Regions from separate parts of the Sus scrofa genome. Here region 1 is linked to region 2. The links are chromatin contacts, called in public Hi-C maps. All regions are on one chromosome and are shown on one strand. The core of a region is the stretch at or near the end of the contact, and the rest is flanking DNA. Distances in the headings are between cores, read along the strand shown.

Region 1 (3,809 bases), core at 417-2,916, 150 kb after region 2:
GCTCCAGTTGCTGCAGTCAGCATTTCTGGGTTCTGTCCTCATTCTGTGCCAAAAGGACATCTTTGTGGAGACTTGTAATGTGCCTTCAGCAGAGGCTCTCTCTTTAGTCCCCAGATCACTTTCAATACCATGTATGTTCTCAAAGCAACACACCCCTTCTGAAAATACATTTCCCCAATGCTTTTGTTATTATCACTGGCACCTTATTCCTGGTGGATTCTGGTTCCTTTAGGAGACTCTAGTTTGACTCACAGAAAAGTGTTGGGATATGGGTTGCAGAGAAAGAAAGCCACGTTCTGAAATCCTAAATGCTCACACAGTCTCAAAGTCAAACTTGGGTTTTCAGTGTTTTAGTTTCTTCCAAGTGTAGAAGACAGAAGAGATCACGATGAAGGTTGACTATTATGATTGGAAATAATTTCTAATGTGATTAATTTTGCTGTTGTTAACACTAAGTTCCTTAATTTGGTATGTTTATATTTTTAATATTCTTGTATGTTTTACTTAAACTTGTATGAGCCTAAAAGCAATAACAACAACGAAATACCTGGGTCTGTTGTAATCAGCCTGATAACTTATTACCTTAAGTGGGAAGGCAGACTATCCTTCCACCAGCATTCACTTCACAAATATTTAAGTCCCTTGCTTGAATAAGACACACTGCACTTAGATGCTATGAAGGGTAAAAGTAAGAGTCCATTGGAATTGAATATTTAGAGGTAATCTAATAAATAACTTATGTCTTGGGCACAAATATAAACCAAACATGGTTTAATTCCTAATAATGAAAATGGGAAAATATTCATTGCTTTTGCTGTATTTTGCTTACCTGATTGGTATAAATGGAGAAGTTATATATAATATGATTATACTTATTTTAATTCTTGAGCTGTAAAGTTGGGATGGGAAATGTCTTAAAGGAAAATGGGTTCATTTTACATATCATACTTTTATGAGGACAAATCAAGCTTTTGCAATCATCATCAAGTAGGTCCAACTCTCTGTATTTAAGAAGAAAGAAACAAAATAGCCTTGACTTAATATTTCCTCTATCATTATTTTTACTTAAGCCTACATGTGAGCATGTCCTCCCAAACCTTTACATCAGCAATTTCCCACCTTTCCTCACTGTTATTGATTTCATACTTCCGTCATTAATCACATCTGTCAGATTTTCCCCCAATGGATGGACAACTTTGCAGATTGATTTCCATCTCCAAAGTGATAAATTTCCTTCCATTCCTAGGGTTCAGTTCACAATGGTGCTCACTGAAAAATGCCATGTCAAAATTTGGGGCAAATTGATTGATCTTTTTGAATCTAAATCTTCTCATCTATGAAAACAAAACAAACCAAAAAAACAAAAAAAAAGTCCAAAACATACTACATCTACATTCCCTGTAACTTTAAGTAAGTGTGTATAACATGTTACTCATGTAAATGAATATAACAAACCTCTTAGGATTTATAATCCCAAGAATAGTTCCTCCTTCTGGGAGGTGGTCAATAATATAATTTAGTCAGTAGATGGCACTGTTTATTACGGTATTAGCATTAAGAAAGCCATCGCAAAATGCCAGTTACCTCAGCTGATCAGGGTGGGGGTTGGAGAGGAGGAGGCTCTGTTCTTACAGAAGAGAAGGCAGAAATTTCTTAAAGGTTGGCATGACCTTGAGAAGGAATCTAGTCCAACTTCCTGGCTCATTAGACCTTTACAAAGAAAATTCTATCTCAGATATTTTAGAGTGGATATTTTTAACATACTTTATTTATCCCTTTCAAATTTGAAACACCCAGGAAATCTATCCAAGTTGCATCTATTGTTCATGTCTTCATATTTAGGCCTGAATGAAATTAGGAAAAATTCTTCCTGTTCTTTTCCTGTGCAATCCCTCCAGGTGTATAGGGAACACTATCATTTTATGCATGTACTTTTCTTTTCTTGAGGTCTTTGGTCTAAGAAACCCATCAAATTTGGGGGAAATCCACATTATATATGAATTCTATTAGAATACTCTCTCAGATTCTAACCTATCATTATGTAGGCCAACATGTACAATCTAGCATCTATAGTTAGTTAGTTATTAAGTAATTGAAATAAGCAAATGGTTACAGGACACAACATATATGCATTAGAATTTCCATTAGCCGTAACCAAATCAAATCTTTTGAAGAAGTTAATCAAACAAAAAAAATATATAATTCATAACTATTAGGTAGAGAATGTTGCTTTCAACTGCCATCTTAATTTTTCTCTCATTTTGTTATTTTTCATGAATTTTGAAATTTCTAAATGGATATAAATTAAAAATTAAAGTACCATGTAAATGAACACTATTAAATATTCAGAATAGCTTTGTTAAATTCAGAGGGTTAACCATCTTGGACCATAAAATATTATTTATTCTTTGTCTCTTTTTTTAATGATTTTAATTTTTTCCATTATAGATGGTTTATAGTATTCTGTTTCTACAGTACAGCAGAGAGACACAGTCACACATACTTTTTCTCACATTATCCTCCATCATACTCCATCATAAGTGACCAGATATAGTTCCCAGTGCTATAGAGCAGGATCTCATTGCTTATCCATCCCAAAGGCAATGGTTTTCATCTATTAACCTCAGACTCCCTGTCCATCCCACTCCCTTCCCCTCCCCACTGGCAACCACAAGTCTGTTCTCTAAGTCTATGAGTTTCTTCTCTGTGGAAAGTTTCATTTGTGCTGTATATTAGATTCCAGATATAAATGATATCATATGGTATTTGTCTTTCTCTTTCTGACTTCACCTAGCATGAAAGTCTCTTAAAATCAGGGAATGTGTTTCACTTATCCATGAATCCCAAGAGCCTTGAAAGTACTAACTTAATAAAGATATACAGTGGTGCATAATAAATATTGATTGAAGGAATACTTTCACCCAAGTTAATTAAATATTTTAGGAGGATTATAAACTACATTCCAAATATAATTTCAATAACTATTATGTCAAAGTTTGATTCCCCTGTGATAAGCCTACTTTTCATTTTGTCTGTTAAGACTTTTTAGTAGCTTTCCTTGTGTTAGTAAAAAGCAAAAACAGGGATAAAGAAAGGCACTTGAAAATTAATCCTGTATGGAAATGTAACTAAGTTAAATAATTATCTTTTATTACCTTTTAGTTATTATGAATATATTCATTATATCATATTATTCTGTACAAAATGATTTTTCAAAAAAATATTATTAAACACCTTTCCTTTGTGTTCTCTTACAATAATAAGCTTACTTATTATTTTAAATTATTTGGAAAACATCAAGTGTTTAATTTTTTATATGTTTCATTTTGTTTGGGGAATTTTATATTACTTTTACTTTTTACTGTTTTGGAAGTATTTCTTAAACTTCGCTAGTAATCATTAATTATAGGATGATACATGCACTGTAATTATATTCTGTACAATTCCTGAGATTATGTTACAAAGGACCTTCTGCAGGAAAACTAACATATTTGATTAATAAATACATTCTTTATTACTTGAATAAATCACTGATATCGTATGAAATCATTTGGTATCCTATGAATATATTTAAAATAAATAAACAGTGTCTTTGAGGAGATGTAGAGATAGCAACAAATGCATGAGACCATGATGAGGTGTTACCACACACCTATTAAAACAGCTAAAGTAAAAATAGTGACAGTATTAATTTGTAGGTGAGGATGCAGAGAAACTGGATCTCTCACACATTACTGCTGAAAATGTAAAATGATACAGCTACTCTGGAAAATCGTTTAGTTTTCTTAGAAAGTAAACATATGCTTACC
Region 2 (3,750 bases), core at 708-3,207:
AATAATAGCACTTACCTCAAGAGGTTGTTTTGTGGATTATGTAGGTAATCCATGCAGGACCTCTAACACAGTGCCCAGCACATAGTAAGTCACTGTCATTGTTTTTTTGCAGATCTAGAGTTGGACTATCTGGGTTCAGATCCTGCTCTACCACTTAATATCTGAGTAGCACTGGCTAAATTACTGAGTCCTTGTGTACATCTTCTTTTTTTGTTTGTTAATTAGGAGTGATAGCTACAACATTGATGTTATTGAGATATTGAAAGGAAACAATGTACATTAAGCAGTTCTCATAGGGCCTTTCTCAGTAAAACACTCCATGATTATTACCAAATGGCAGTAATCAACTACAGCATCTTCTGTATTTCCCATATATTTCTGTTCCTTTGAAAGATGTAGACATGTTCTGTTTGATTTCTCTGATGCTGACTTTTCTTTCCTGGGTCTGAATTGTCTTGTTTTGCTTGCTCTCTTTTGGGTTTCCTTTCCAACCACATGATATACTATATGCCACTCGATCTGTAGGCATGGGTATTGCCCAAGTGTCCCTGGATAGCTTCTGAAAGGTCCCTTCATGTGGGTACTGAAATGTCTTCATTTCAATGCTTTACTGCTGCTTCTCCTAATGATCAAAGTAGTCATTTCCCTTAAAAAAAAAAATGCCTTGGAAATCTCACGCATGCACGATTGAGTGGGAAAAAAGATAACTACTGTATTAAGAGCATTCACAGATTTGGCTCTACCACTTGCTCACTATAGGGTTTTGTATCACATGCTCTTTTGAAAATCTAGGGCCCTTCCCAAGTGTCATGGTCACTTCAGGCTCCAGCTTACCGCCTCTAGCAAATTCACATTTGAAGTTCTTTATATCTCTCCAAGCTTTGACTCATAAGTGAAATCACTATCTGGCTTTGAGTTTCTCTCAAACACCCCTCTTTCACAAGGACTCTGCTTATGTCAGACTCTTAAGTGAGGTCTTAGAGGGCCAAACAGGTTTACTTTGGCAAAGTGATCCTAAAATCGAATATTAGGTATTCTTGTTCTTTAAAGTTCCTGGGTGATTGTCTCATGTTATTTGGCTCTTTCTCCTACTATCTTTCCTCCCTTCTCTTCTCAATTTTACTTTCCCAGGAGAGAAAGAAAACAAGTGCTCCCACTTTCTTTAGCAGAACAATTTGACTCTCATCAAAAATATTGATTTTTCTATTTCACATTACTTTTCCTATTTACCTTATGGGTATTTCCCCATATAAATAAAAACTTTGTGAATAACTTTTTAATGGCTTCATATTATTCCATTATATTGGAGTGTATAATTTTCTTAATCAGCAATGGTTTGGACATTAAAATGTTTCTTGTTTTTTACTGTTATAAGTTAATCTGAAGTTAACACTTTGTGAATATATTTTTGCTCACATCTCAAATTTTATGTATACTTACTTTAGTGTTTATTCAACAAAGTCTTGACAAAAATCTTTTTGTTGAAAAACTATTCTTTATTTAGTCACAAAATACAATTATCAAAAACTTGGAAATTTTTCAGAGCATTTCATTTTTTTTTCTTCCCTTTCATTTCAAAATCAGTCCCCGCTTATGTTGGTATTTTCTGAAAAATTGGCTCATTTTGTATCTCACTTGTGGAAGTTTGCACTACTTGTGATGGTCATAAAACAGCAGGTACTATTAGCATACAAATCACTGCATTTGCATTGTTTTCCCGCCTTTCTTATTATTATCTTCCTTCTTTTGGGATAAACATGTTTCAACTCACAGCTTATTTACTCCCCCACTCAAGAATTCCCCATCCCCTAGCCCTGTCTCCAGACACATGAAAGCCTTTCTCCTTGTCCTCTATGAAGGGTTGCAGCAGCAGTGAACTTAGCAGACAGGACACTTCCTTCCTTTCCCATGCGAGCATAAGGAAACACATCTACCCTCAGTAATGGCTCATCATGGAGTGGCTGGAGCAGGCTGTGAGCAGAGGACTATGTGGACAGGCGTCCTACTGCTAACACTGCATTCCTGTCAATGCTGAACGGGACCAGGGAGAGTGGCAGAATTCTACTTGAAGTGACTGAAAACTTACTTATGCTAGTTTGCAAGAGTTAGTTAAGGTTAACGGTCTTGAATTTTCTTTGGGGAATAATTTCCTCTGATTAACATCAGCCTGATGTTTGGAAGATCATTCTTTCCAGCTATCACAGTGTAAGGTGAAAATGACACTGAAATGGCAAAAGATAAATTATACTAATAATTAAGGTGTGACACAAGTTGGCAAGTCATTTGTTTAACTTCTATTGCCTTTTCTTTCTATTCTGTACACAGTATTCAAAGCAATAAATAAGTAGAAAACAACTCTAATTTCCAATCCAAATGTACCACACAAGGGCTGATATGAATACATGATCTTTTCATTGTCCTTAGGCACATAGAAGGAAAGAGTGATTATTCCTTATACTCTGTTTTGTCCAAATGGTACACAGAATGTTAGAAAGACCAGGGATTCAGATCTCTGAAGACCTTCTATGTTAAATTAAATGTGTATGCTGGAATGGGAATATGAGAAGAATAACATGATTTTTCAGACCTTTCACAGTATGTGTGTAGATGAATGGTGTTTAGTTTAATAGTCAATACTGCTAACTTCTCAGCAACTCCCCTCAGAGTCTCCTCTGTGTTGGCCTTTTCCATCTGTCAGAATCAGTGTATTGCTAGACAAAGAATGCTGTTTCATTGAGAGTGTATACTGGTCACTCATTATACTGGCAATGAAGACTCTGGTTAGAAAGTTTATTAAATCTAGAGATTGATGATTGCTGAGAGCTGGAGTCTGAATTTTATGAATGCTTTGTAGCTTTCAGCTTTATTGACTAACAAGGAAGTGTTCCTTAGGCCCCTGCTGTTAGATGACACAGGCATCAAAAAGAGACTCCTAATTAAAACGAATAAAACCATTTTGCTCTGTGTTCTGGGGATTGATTCAAACAGTTTGGTAATGAACAGACTTTTCGTTTGAATCAAATCCAATAATTTTGTTTAGATTTGGAAGAGCTCTTGGAATTTCTCTTCCAATACTTAGTGGGCACGTTAGAAACATTAGTAACATTTATCAGGGGAGCTTTTTCCATTAGCTGAAGTGTGGGCTAGTGTTGGGAGCCAACATTCAGCAACCACAGGGCTTTCTGGTAAAGATCAGCGGTTGCCTGCCCACCTAGCAGTGGCTGGCATTGCTGTCTGCTTGCTAAACCAGAATTATATCTCCAACACTTCTCTGAAGTCTTCTTAAAAGTTAGCCCATTTATAAGAGTAAGAATGAGTAATAAATATAATAGAATAATGAGCATCTATTCTGTACCAGGCAATGCTCAGTTCTGAAAAATGTATAATCTTTAATCTTCAAAACATCTCACAAGGTAACTAATACTTTTTTTTTAATAGAGGGAAAAACAGAGATCTAGAGAGATTTATAAATTTATCCTAAGTTACTTTATGAGACAAAATGAGGATTCTAAGTCTCTGATTCCAAAGCCCATGCTTTTAGCTCCTTAAGTTTACCTAAATTTGTTGTATGATGAACTATAGTAATTGAAAGACTGAAGTTCCTAAAACTTCACATTAGTTGTAGATTTAAATGTTAGCTTCCATGTGAATGTTCCAGACCTCTAAAACATTTGCCTGAGTGTTAGCCTCTTTTGTTTCCATGTGTGTCAATTGTCCAAATCTGAGCAGAGGGAAATAGCTAAAGGGCAG

What was found. Hi-C and Micro-C count contacts between places; a contact is called where the count stands out from the background.
Region 1: a Hi-C map of embryonic fibroblasts shows a contact between it and region 2, with 3 times the contacts expected there. The contact joins two enhancer-like sites. A contact is called at or near these places in 10 of 47 Hi-C or Micro-C datasets (brain, embryonic fibroblasts, fetal heart ventricle and 5 more).

The regions. Positions count from the first base shown.
Region 1 is chr1:40,513,720-40,517,528 of Sscrofa11.1, forward strand. No RefSeq gene overlaps it. Among named protein-coding and RNA genes, the nearest start is that of HSF2, 340 kb to the left of the region's middle. Within about 2 kb of position 1,667, at least 2 of the 83 cell types and tissues checked have an H3K27ac peak or open chromatin away from gene starts, as enhancers often do.
Region 2 is chr1:40,367,879-40,371,628 of Sscrofa11.1, forward strand. No RefSeq gene overlaps it. Among named protein-coding and RNA genes, the nearest start is that of HSF2, 190 kb to the left of the region's middle. Within about 2 kb of position 1,958, at least 4 of the 83 cell types and tissues checked have an H3K27ac peak or open chromatin away from gene starts, as enhancers often do.